4 separate regions of the Mus musculus genome follow, and regions 1, 2 and 4 are each linked to region 3. A link is a contact called in public HiChIP or PLAC-seq and promoter capture Hi-C data. All regions are on one chromosome and are shown on one strand. Each heading gives the region's core, a stretch centred on a gene start, on an enhancer-like site or on the middle of the called end of the contact. The rest is flanking DNA. Distances are from core to core; before and after follow the strand shown. Region 1 holds the start of Pelp1 (proline, glutamic acid and leucine rich protein 1). Region 2 holds the start of Gabarap (gamma-aminobutyric acid receptor associated protein). Region 3 holds the start of Rpl26 (ribosomal protein L26). Region 4 holds the start of Rabep1 (rabaptin, RAB GTPase binding effector protein 1).

Evidence for each region. Promoter capture Hi-C pulls out the DNA fragments that hold promoters and counts their contacts. HiChIP or PLAC-seq counts read pairs in DNA pulled down with a chosen protein or histone mark. Capture Hi-C pulls out chosen DNA fragments and counts their contacts.
Region 1: a contact with region 3 is called in a promoter capture Hi-C map of liver, with 2.1 times the contacts expected there. The contact joins the promoter of Pelp1 here to the promoter of Rpl26 in region 3. A contact is called at or near these places in 2 of 39 promoter capture datasets (both in liver).
Region 2: a contact with region 3 is called in an H3K27ac HiChIP or PLAC-seq map of microglia, with 6 times the contacts expected there. The contact joins the promoter of Gabarap here to the promoter of Rpl26 in region 3. A contact is called at or near these places in 1 of 39 promoter capture datasets (cranial neural crest), 1 of 484 Hi-C or Micro-C datasets (B cells), 1 of 115 datasets of contacts at active chromatin or transcription factors (microglia) and 1 of 9 other capture datasets (pancreatic islet).
Region 4: a contact with region 3 is called in a promoter capture Hi-C map of liver, with 2.4 times the contacts expected there. The contact joins the promoter of Rabep1 here to the promoter of Rpl26 in region 3. A contact is called at or near these places in 3 of 39 promoter capture datasets (liver and pre-B cells) and 1 of 9 other capture datasets (liver).

Annotation. Positions count from the first base shown.
Region 1 is chr11:70,408,480-70,411,282 of GRCm38.p6, forward strand. Pelp1 (proline, glutamic acid and leucine rich protein 1) reads right to left here and starts at 1,552. Exons shown (of 17, transcript NM_029231.4): 1 at 1,285-1,552. The coding sequence starts at 1,533.
Region 2 is chr11:69,990,060-69,992,759 of GRCm38.p6, forward strand. Gabarap (gamma-aminobutyric acid receptor associated protein) reads left to right here and starts at 1,311. Exons shown (of 4, transcript NM_019749.4): 1 at 1,311-1,743; 2 at 2,306-2,384; 3 at 2,523-2,641. The coding sequence starts at 1,654. Ctdnep1 (CTD nuclear envelope phosphatase 1) reads left to right here. Exons shown (of 8, transcript NM_026017.2): 8 at 1-542.
Region 3 is chr11:68,900,279-68,903,151 of GRCm38.p6, forward strand. It overlaps Rpl26 (ribosomal protein L26), which reads left to right and starts at 1,288. Exons shown (of 4, transcript NM_009080.2): 1 at 1,288-1,346; 2 at 1,992-2,164. The coding sequence starts at 1,997.
Region 4 is chr11:70,843,427-70,846,321 of GRCm38.p6, forward strand. It overlaps Rabep1 (rabaptin, RAB GTPase binding effector protein 1), which reads left to right and starts at 1,335. Exons shown (of 18, transcript NM_019400.3): 1 at 1,335-1,582. The coding sequence starts at 1,549.

The DNA.
Region 1 (2,803 bases), core at 302-2,801, 1.5 Mb after region 3:
ATTTCTAAAACACACAAAACAAACAAAAGACCATTAGGAGGGCAGATTTAACTGTAGTATTCCCAACTGTCTGAGGAGTACAATGAATATAAGCCACCCAATCCTGCCTTCCAGAGCCCATCCGAAAGCCAGCCATAGTAGTATAAGCATCTATAATCGCAGCGTCCCCTACTGAGAAACACAAGGTAAAACCAAAGAGCATCAACATAAACACTCGGGCTAGACAGTCCACCACTGGCAAGAGACCTTGTCTTGACACAGGAACCTTAGGACCTAAACGTTCCTATGACTTTGATGTGTGCACCGTTGCTACCCTTGGCCCATAACCACTAACATAAACACACATACAGCTGAACAAGATGGCGGATGCCCAGCCACAGGCAGCTGGATCTCGGGGAGTTCTAGGCCAGCCTGGTCTACATAGTTCCAGACCAGCCAGAGCCACATAGTGAGACTTTGCCTCCATAAGAAAAAAAAAAAAAAAAAAAAAAAGGCAGAACTTCACAGACTGCTTATGGAAGTGTGTAAGAAACCACATATCGAGGATGGCACTTGGGTTTCTAGCTTGTAGGAACTGAACGCATGTGAATATTTTGTGCACAGGCTCCTAACCAGGTAGACAACATATTGTCTACCGCCTACCTCACCAGCCTCAACTCTACCCACTCTCTTTAACCACCTAAACCCCGAACCCAAACATTGCCCTCATTTTCCAACCCGTCCTACACGAGTGTTCCTCTAACGTTTCAACTACCCCTTCTAATTTTCTTTCACTACCTAACCCCTGTTCATCTTAAACTCCAGGTCTTTTGGAGAAATCTCTAAATACTCTCTCTACACCGGTTTAGGAAACTCATACCAGATTTAGTTTCGTGTTATGGCATTTTGCTCATCGCCACTATGACTGGAATTGGAGCGCCGAGTAGGAAGGGGTAGGCCCTTGGCTGAGAGCTAGTAAATGTTTGTGTTCAATTACCCTGGGAAAACGCCGCCAAAAGAAGTTTCGCTGAGGACTGAACTAGTCAGGGGACCTGGGATGGAACCGAGCCCCTTCATTGCTTTGTGCTTATCAATGACCTAACAGAAAAGGGGCCTAATACTGCTCTGGGGAACGCGCAGGTAATGAAGTCTGTGGATCGCGTCCTCAATGGTTAAGTGGCTCTATTCTCCACTCTCGGCTCTCCTCGAGCTCACAGCTCCAGTGTCAGCTTCAGGAAGGCGGGACCACGGTGCCCAGCCGCCTCACCAGCCTTTCCACGGTGACCGCGGGAGCCACAGACTTACCTGCGCCCCACCTGCCGTCCCATGCAGCCTCAATAAGCACATGAGCCCGGGCAAATGCGGGGCCCACTGGATTGGGGGATGCACAGGGGCCACGGGGGACGCCGTTCGCGGCTGTAACAACCCGGAAATGCTCTCTAACAGCAGCAGACGCAGACGCGGGCCGGATCCCACCGCAGAGAGACCCCCGGGCCCGCCAGGAGCCCCAGCTGGGGAGCCCGCAGAGGCCCCACTAAGAACGGCCGCCGCCATCTTCACAGGCTCGAGCAATGGCGTGGCGTGATGACGCAAACATAAGTGCGACGCACGCCGCTCGGGGAGGGGTCTTGAGGAGGGGGCTGCGGCCTGCTGGGCTGGATGAATGAGGGCTGGCGCCCTGCGGCAGGAGGGGGCATGCGCAATGTGGGCGAGCGCCAGCGTTGGGGCGGCTTGCAAACTGCTAACCCGGGCTGAGCGCTGTAGGGCGGGGCGGAGGCGTTGCTGCGCAGGCCGGACACGTGGTCTGCAGGAAAGGCGCGGGAGTCTGAAAGATCTCAGTCCAGCGTGGCTTCTGGTCACCTTCTCCCTGGGCTTAGTAATCCTATCTAAGGAGCCAACCCCAAGTCTGAAATCTGGAACGTTCTAAACTGCTTTTCCAACAATGGAAAAACAAGCTCAAACAGTGCACATGCCACAAAGTAGCAGAGGTGTCACTCTGTCCCCAAGACACACCCACAGTCATTTGTGTATTTACATTACTATACACAGTTGTTTTGTTTTTTGAGACAGGGCCCTGGCTGTTCTGGAAATCACTTTGTAGACCAGGCTGACCTCCAACTCAGAAATCCACCTGCCTCTGCCTCCCTAGTGCTGGGATTAAAGGCGTGCGCCACCACGCCCGGCTAACCTATCACTTTCAAAGGCCTCAGCATTGCCTTATTTCCTCCCTCTGCAGTCTGTACACCACACAAAAGCCGAATTGGGCTTTTCTGATATAAGCCAGTTCTTTGTTTTGTTGTTTTTGCTTTTTAACAGGCTGGCCTCAGACATGATGTGGCAATATTCCTGCCTCAGGCTCACAAGTTCAAATGCTGACATTACAGATTGGAGCCAAGAAAGCTTGTCCTTCCCAGTTTAGAGTCCTTCTGTAGCTTCTAGAGATAAGAATATTAACTGGGTGGTGGTGGCACACGCCTTTAATCCCAGCATATTGGGAGGCAGACGCAGGCAGATTTCTGAGTTCAAGGCCAGCCTGGTCTACAAAGTGAGCTCCAGGACAGCCAGGGCTACACAGAGAAACCCTGTCTCAAAAAAACAAACAAAAAAAGATAAGAATATTTCCCTACACAGACTAGAATCTATACCACCTGACCTCAGGCTGTACAAGCACTTCTTTCTTCCTCTGGTCTTTTGTTGTTTTGTTTTAGGGGTGGAGAGATGTTTGAGGTTTTGTTTTGTTTTGTTTCTTCTCCTAGTCTTGGACTAAACTAGCCTTCTTTCTATCCTCCAGCAACATCAATTCCAAGGCCTTTGCACAGACTTC
Region 2 (2,700 bases), core at 61-2,560, 1.1 Mb after region 3:
GTTGGGGTGGAGGGGAAAGGGAGGGAGAGTTCTTGGGACACCGTCTGTTGCCCTGTCCAATGTGAGGACTGCCTGGGCAGAGTCTGCCCCTCCCACCCCTCTGCCCTGGGAGCCCTACACTCCACTTATGGAGTCTGGATGGACACATGGGCCAGACCGTGAAGCAGCCTCACTCTGGGTTCACACTCCGTGGAAATGCCAGACTGGGACAGGCGAAGGCCTAGAGGAGCCGAAACAGTCTGGTGAAGAGGCAGGACTGGCCAGAGTGACAGACATATCCCAGAGGCTCAAAAGAAGCCAATTCAACTTTGTTGTGATTTGATTTTTTTAAAAACTCTTATACAAAACTGATCTAATTCTTCACTCCTGCTCCAAGGGCTGGGCTGTGGGTGGGGACTGGGGTTTCGGGCCACTGGATCCTCCTCAGACTTGTCCCCCCCTTACTTTTCCTCATTTTTTTTCTTTCCCCAATCCCCCATACCTGTAATCGGCTCCTTTCTTCTTTCCTCTTTTAAACCATGCATTATAACTTTGAAACCAAAGCTGCCCTAGACCCTTCTCTGATGTTTTTGGAAATGGAGGGAACTTTGTTGACATCTGCTCTGTCCTTGAAGCAGAGGGAGAAGATGCTGTTTGGAGTTGGGGGGAAGTGGGATTTAGCACAGGGATAAAGTAGTTTATGTTCAGTGTTCGGCAGGAAAGGCCCCACTGACTGGATGGAGTCCCTGATGGACAGTGGACCAACAACTTTAAAGTAGGATATAGAAGGCTAAAGAGGGAAAACTCTAGAACCCTGGAAGGGCATACAGCTGGAGAAAGGCTGGGCTTGTCTGGGAAGTTGACGTGGACAGGCTAAGAGGGCGCTGCCTACGAGGTGTTGGCACTCCAGCAGTAACCTGGGGCGGAACCCTCTTTCCTGGCACCTCCTCTCCAGAGCCGGGACTACTTTTCGCCACCCGCCACGTGATTCTCCGCCCTTTTCTGAGGTCACATGATTTTATCTACACTCAGAAATGTGTTCCTCCGCTCTGGTGTAGTCCTTATCTTTGGGGCTTTTGCAGTTTCTCTTGGTTCACATAAGCCTGAGCCTTGAGCATTCCCTGGGTGTCTGCAAACCTCTTTCCTTTCTGTCTTATGGTGTCCATATCCACAGCTTGGGTACTACTTTGTTTTGGTGTCAACGGCCACCTTCAGCGTAGAAACACGTCTCATGAAATCCTAGACTTGTAATTGTCTGCCTTTCCCCAACGTAATTTCCGAGAACTGCAGAACTAAATCTCATGACTGCCACTGGGTACCAGTTTCGTCCTCAACTTTGTACTGTGGGAAAGGGTTTTTCAGTTCACTCGAAACAACAGCAACCTTATCTGCGATGTCATATGTGTAACCCACAAGTTGATTCCAAAGCAGTTACGCTGAAGGCGTAAGAGGACCAGGCTACGGGTTGCGCTAGCAAGCTGAGCTAGTGGCGTATGTTAGCAGGCGGGGCCGGTCCGATGGTCGGGGGCGGGGTTGATGAATAGGGAAGTGGCGCAAATTCGTGGATCGCTCCGCCAAGTCTGTTCGTCGAAGCCGCCTCCGCCGCCGCCCCCTGTCCCGGCCCCCCCCCTGGGTTCCCTCAGCCCAGCTCGGTCCAGCCCGGTTCTCGGGAGAATGAAGTTCGTGTACAAAGAGGAGCATCCGTTCGAGAAGCGCCGCTCTGAGGGCGAGAAAATCCGAAAGAAATACCCAGACCGGGTCCCGGTAAGGACAGTAGCCAGGGCCCAGGCTAGCGTCGCTGACGCTGTCGCCACAGGCTATGCTTGAGTCTGGGAAAGCTGAAGTCAGGCTCTGTCTGTCGTGGGGTTAGAACTCTGTTGTCTCTGGTACCAGAGGTCTCTCACCTGAAGTAGAGCTGGGGACTAAGATGTGGACGGGAGAGAGAGATCAGGGTATTTCTCAGAATAGAGGCCTTAGTGAGCTTGACAACCCAGAGTTTCCATGGCCATCCTCCCAACTAGCTAGATTTAATGTAGATTTTTGACCCAAACAAGTCATCCTGTATTCTCTGGTGAAAATAGTTATTGTGATGCGCCGTTCTAGGATCAGTTCTCAATATTTAGGTAAGAGTGAGGCCAGGAGCTTTGGACCTAATGCTGTGTGCACCACGTATATAAGGATAACTAGAGAAATGAGATTCCAGTAGGTTTCAGTAAAAGGGAATATTGTATGTTGAGTTCTTCATCGATATAGCAGCATATATATGTGTATGTATGTATATATATATATATATATATTCATTTTTCTCATTCTTACCTTTTATCAGGTGATAGTGGAAAAAGCCCCCAAAGCTCGGATAGGAGACCTGGACAAAAAGAAATACCTGGTGCCTTCTGATCTTACAGGTGAGGGCTTGACCTGTGGTGCACGTTTCTTTCTGTGGGTGGGCCTGCCAACTCTGTGGGAGGAGGCTTCACCTGGCAGCTGTTCTCTGGAGGCGCCTACGACCTCTGTGACTTGCTTGCATCTCCTGTTTTTGGCAGTTGGTCAATTCTACTTCTTGATCCGGAAGCGAATTCATCTCCGTGCTGAAGATGCCTTGTTTTTCTTTGTCAACAATGTCATTCCACCCACCAGTGCCACGATGGGTCAGCTGTACCAGGTACAGTACCTTGGAAGGAACGGTAGTGTTTGGAGAGGAAAGTAAAGGCCAGCGGTCGC
Region 3 (2,873 bases), core at 38-2,537:
CCGAACCCATTTGCAGAGAATCGGATCCCCTTGACCTACCTCCATCAGATCTGGAACCGAGAACTCTCAGGAGGGGGTTGAGGTCATAGTTTTAAAGGGTACACCTGTCTGCGATGAGAGTGTCCCCCCACCCCGTGTCTCTTTCTTTTCTTTCTTCCTTTCTTTCTTTCTTTCTTTCTTTCTCTCTCTCTCTCTTTCTCTCTTTCTCTCTTTCTTTCTCTCTCTCTCTCTCTTTCTCTCTTTCTCTCTTTCTCTCTTTCTTTCTTTCTTTCTTTCTTTCTTCCGTTCTTTCTTTCTTCCGTTCTTTTTCTCTTTTCATGTTTTCAGTTTTTCGAGACAGGGTTTCTCTGTGTAGCCTTGGCTGTCCTGGAACTCACTCTGTAGACCAGGCTGGCCTCGAACTCAGATATCCGCCTGCCTCGCCTCCCAAGTACTGAGATTAAAGGCAGGCGCCACCAATGCCGGCTTTTCCTTTTTTTTTTTTTTAAATTGGATATTTTCTTTATTTACATTTCAAATGTTTTCCCCTTTCCAGGTCTCCCCTTCGGAACTCCCCTATCCCATCCCCTCTGTCCTTACCTCCCCCACCCATCCACCCACTCCCGTCTTCCCGCCCTGGCATTCCCCTACACTGGGGCATGGAACACCCTCAGGCCCAAGGGCCGCCCCTCTCACTAATGTCCAACAAGGTCATCCTCTGCCCCGTTTGTGACCGGAGCCTGTAATCTTTTGTTGGTGGTCCAGTCCCCGGGAGCTCCGGGGGATCTGGCCTCGGGTCTGTTTGTTTAAGTGTGATTTGAACCGGCAACTTGGCATCATCAGGGGGCCAAGACCTATTTCCGTCCAGGTGAGGGATGGTCTCAATTTCGCAGAAGGACCCAGAGTAGTCTACCCAGATGTGGGGGCGGCCGGCTGGGGCTAATTATAAGAACTAACTCCTATGGGTCAAGTCACCGAGGTAACCGTCTGGCCAAGGTCCCAGAGCCACTCGGCGCCTAAAAGTAGGTCTTGCGCTTCGCCCGGAGCCCAGGAATGAAAGGGTGAGGTCCCCCAGGTCCTCTCACGCCGGCCTACCGTCCCTAAGCAACCCTCTTCATCCCAGGAGCACTGCCTTCCCCAGAGGACTAAGCCTACCACGCACACCTCCGAGGGATGACGTCAGGACCCCTCGCAGTCCCCCTCCGAGCCGCTAGATGTCGCTAAACTCCCATTCCTAGTTTCTTCTTTTCTCCCAACCTCCTCTCCCCTTTCGCTCCGAGACTCTCGCGAGATCTCGCGGCAACTTACAGAACCGGAAGTCGCGTGTAGTTCTCTTTCCTTTTGCGGCCATCGGTGGATCGCAGCCGGTGAGTTCTCGGCGGGTTGTCGCTGGTAATCCGCAGCCATCCGCGGCGAGGCGAGGAGGCTTTTCTGTCCCGAGGCCCCGAGACGGCCTTGCTGGCCCGGCATCAGCCAGGGAGCCGAACTGGGGCGGGCTCGGTCCGTGTCTTTCCTAGCCAGGGCCCGCGGGGCTGGAGAGGGTTAAGGGGACCAGGTTCGTGGACTCGAAGGCCGGCGGGGCCCATGGAGATGGAGTTAAATAATCATAAGCCCCGGGTCAGCCGTGCGGTTGCCCTCTCGCCAGTTGGGAGGGCTTGGAGATCCGCCCTTGCTTCCATGCTCAAGTGGGGGGCAAAATGCAGAGCACCAGAAGCGGTAAATGAGAAGGTAAAGACCGACGCTGTGTAGGACCCTCCCGGGATGCTGAAGTTGGAAAGTCAAGTTTAAAAGTAGGATAGGTGTTACTAATGGCAGAGTCTTCATCTTGTTTTCAGTCTTTAAAGACGAAAAAACCCTCAGATGGGAAGGTCTGGAGTAACCGAGCATGATACCTTCCAGTGAACGTTGTGTGCTTTCAGAGTGGAGTTGATGCTGTTTAGGGAACTGGTTGAGACTTGAAACGTTAAAGGGTCTTCTGGTTTTTGTTTTTGTTTTTTTTGTTTGTTTTTAAGCCAAAATGAAGTTCAATCCCTTCGTGACTTCTGACCGAAGCAAGAACCGCAAACGGCATTTCAATGCGCCCTCTCACATTCGGAGGAAGATCATGTCTTCCCCTCTTTCCAAAGAGCTGAGACAGAAGTATAACGTTCGGTCTATGCCCATTCGGAAGGATGACGAAGTTCAGGTATGTGTCCTTGCTTGGCGAGGCGAAGCTGAATGGAATTTTACGATTATTTGGGGGGCGCGGGGGGGGGTGAGAAAACCTGCATTTGATGTATGAAAGGGTTGCTTTGCATCAAAAGAACTGGAAAGCAGTGTGCTTTTTGGTCCTGCCTCAGCGGTTTGCTAATGTCTTTGTGTGGGGTTCTATTAGCTCTATTGGGGAGAGATTATCTGTAGCTGTAATTTATAGCTAGTGATTGGTAAGTTCTGGAAGTCTTTAAAAGAACGCAGGGTGGGTTTCTTTGTGTAGGTAGCCCTTGGCTGACCTGGAAAAGAGATAAGATAGAGCCCTAGGATAAAGGGTGTGCACTTCGAGACTGGCACATCTTAACACTTTTTAAGAATACTTAATAAAATGAAACACTTCTTTGGGAGGATCGACATGGGTTGAAAACAGCTATAGGATGGCAACAGTCTTGATTTGTCTGTTATTTAGAAAGCCTTTCTTTGCTATAGGTGATTGGCCTGGTTTGTTTCCAGTCTGTGAAGATGAAAAGGTTGGGGATTTAGCTCACTGTTCACATAGTGCTTACCTTGTATATACAGGTCCTGGATTTGAGTCCCAGTAACCCCATTCCCACCCCAAAAAGGGGACGTGTGGGTCTGCTGGAGGTGCACAGTGTATGAATGATTCGGCAGTTCTGGTTCTCTGGGTTACACTCTAGCCCTTG
Region 4 (2,895 bases), core at 85-2,584, 1.9 Mb after region 3:
GAACTGTGAACCTTACTAGAGCCTAGTCTTCTACTTTGACTAAAGTCAAACCATTAATGACTATTATGGTTTGAATGTAGGCATCTGCAGTGACTCTGGAGCAGACTTGAGCTTAGAACTTTTAGAATCAGAATAAATGAAGAAGAAAAAGAAAGAAAGAAAGAAAGAAAGAAAGAAAGAAAAAGAAAAAGTAGGACCTAGTAGTGGTCCAACCCTGAAATCTCAGCTTCTCAGGAGGATGAAGCAGGATTGCAGACTCAAGGCTAACCTGGGCCATTTAGGGAGAGGGTGTTTCAAAATTAAAAAAACAGAACAAGAACTATTGCTATAGCTGAGTAGTGGAGTGCTTGCCTACTATGCTTAAGGTTAAATCCCCAGGACTGCAGGAGGGAGAAAAAAAGACTAGCATAGATCCCTGGCCTTTGGGGGTATGTGCACTTGAATAAGCTGGTGAGAGGAGCGTAAGCCCTGGCTGGGCTCCTGGTCTGTTGCTTGTCTTCCTTCTTTCCTCACCTGTCTTGCACCACGAAGGATCTGTGAACACACAGAGCAGCTCAAATGTGTAAGTGCTGTGCCACCTCCTCCAAATGCAGCTGCCCTCTGGCACGTTGAGAAACGTTTACACCCTGTCTTATAGAAAAATGAGAGACTACAGCTTCAGCTACCCAGGGAGGGAATTCTGGGCTCATAGGAAGGCAGGTGGACTTGGTCCTGAAGTGCCAGACTGTGTAGACCCCTTGCCCTAGGAAGGCAGCAAGGTCTGAATGAGGCTGGAAAGGAAAGTCTGGAGTCTCCGTATGGCTCTCTTGCCCAGGCAGAAGGGTGGCACTTTCTCCTGTCAAGAATGCAAGCACTGCGTCTGGCTGTATCTCCAACAGCTTCTCTGGGCTGATCACGTTAAAGTCAAACATAGTCGCTTAATGGAAAAAGTGCATTGGCTTGCACATCTGGGGACCAGACCAAGTTCTGGCCATAACAATTCTTCCTACTTTATATCCTCATTTAAACTTTTCTTAGCCGCTCTACTTTTCAAGGTTATGAGGTTAAGGGACTTTCTCAAGGACACACAACTAGGCAAAGTAGCGGCTGGGTTCGCGTGCACCCAGGGTCTCCTCACTCAGCTTGATATTTTTGTCTGTGTCCTGGGAGCCAAGAGCTTGCACAGTCTTCGTCTTTGCAGCCGCCAGTCTCCAACACCCATAGCTCTCTCATCAGCCTCCCTCTGGCTCCCAGGCCCCGGACCCCTCCTCCCTGGTCTCCCTCCCTCCTGAGGCCCCGCCCCTCCCTTAGGCCAGCGTCACGTGCCGTCCCATCCCCCCGCGCCTGCGCACTGCTTATTTCCCGCTGTCAGGATGAGGAGGCGGAGGTCGGCGCTCCGGTCCGTCTCTGCCCGAGGCTGTGGCGGCGCCGGCGGCTCCAGCCTTAGCGGTTCCTCCCTGGGCGGCGGTGGCCGCGGCTCGGTCGACGCCTCCTCCGCCAGCTGAGCCCGCGGCATCCCGGGACGCCGCTTCCCCGCCCATCCCCGTTCTCCGAGGCCGCCCACTGGCCATGGCGCAGCCGGGCCCGGCTCCCCAGCCTGACGGTGAGGCGCCCACCATGGCGGGCGCGGCCTGCCCGGCGCAGCGTCGTGGGGGCCCTTGGGGGCAGGAAGGGCACGCGCGCGGGCCCGGGGGTGACCCACGGACTGGAGGCGGGGGCGCGCGGGCGACGCGTGCTGGGGCAGCCGGGCTGGGGAGGGAGAGGGAGGCGCGCGCGGGCGGCCGCGGGGAAGGGCGTGGGGAGGCTGCAGGGAGGGAGCCGGCGGAGAGGAAGGTGCGGTGGGATCAGCACGTGGGTTCCTCGGGTGGGGAGGATGGAAATGGAGAGCATGTGCTATATTCCTTAAAGAAAACGCGAGCCCTCGCCTTGGTAGTGGCCGTGTGCCCTCTCGCCCCACCTCCGCTCCCGCCTCCTCAGGCCACGCTCCAGCGCTCTTTGCACCGGACTTGTAAAAGTAACTGTGATCCTAAGCATTGGGTAGCATTCTTTTGAGTGGTTGTGTTGCTTCATGGTAAGGCCGGGCTCATATCTTAGTCTCTTAGGGCCTCAGTTTCTGACGAACGAAGAGCGCTTGATTCATGTCTCTTTATCGAGAAAGATGGGCAAGTCTTGGGCCAGGCGATAAAGATGGCAACGTTCATCTGTAAAAGGATAGTTTAGTATTATTTCGAGAGTGTTAGGGATGAAAAGGTGCTCGAGTGGGCCGAAATCGAGGAGTCAATCGTCTTCTCCATTCCGTCTCTACCGTTCAAGCGATGGGGTCTCACTTTGTGGACCATGATGACCTGAAACTCCTGAGCTATCCTGCCTCAGTTTCCTGAGTAGCCAAGACTTAGACGTGCAGGACAGACTGTCTTAATAATGCTCATATTGGAAGAAAAAAAGGGCCTTGTTCTAAATAAGCCATGATGGTTATTAGAACCCTTTATGACCTTTAAACCGACTGAGCTCTGCCCCAGAGTTTTGACCACATTGTTTCAGGTGTTGTTGTCGTCAACCGGGAGTTATGTTTGGAAAGAATGTGCTCCGTCCTTGGCAAGATCTTACTGTATCTAGTTGGGAAAGTTCTTTCAGGTGTACTTTTCTAATTGGCTTTTGTGCTTAGCATCTTTACCTGTAAGTAGAATGTTGGGATGTGGTGGTTGGCTCAGGAGGTTCTTGGCCTTTTCCAAGAGTAGTCTCTTGAAATGATCTTTTGTGAAAACCTCTGTTTGTTCTTGCGGTAGGGGAACTGGAAACAATGTTATCAGATTTTGAGACTCTTGCTGCTCTCTGGGAAGTGTTCTCTAAAGATTGTTAGCCTCTAGTTTTGGGTTTTGTTAGTTGCCTAAGGGGTAATGTCCAGCCTAGACTTTA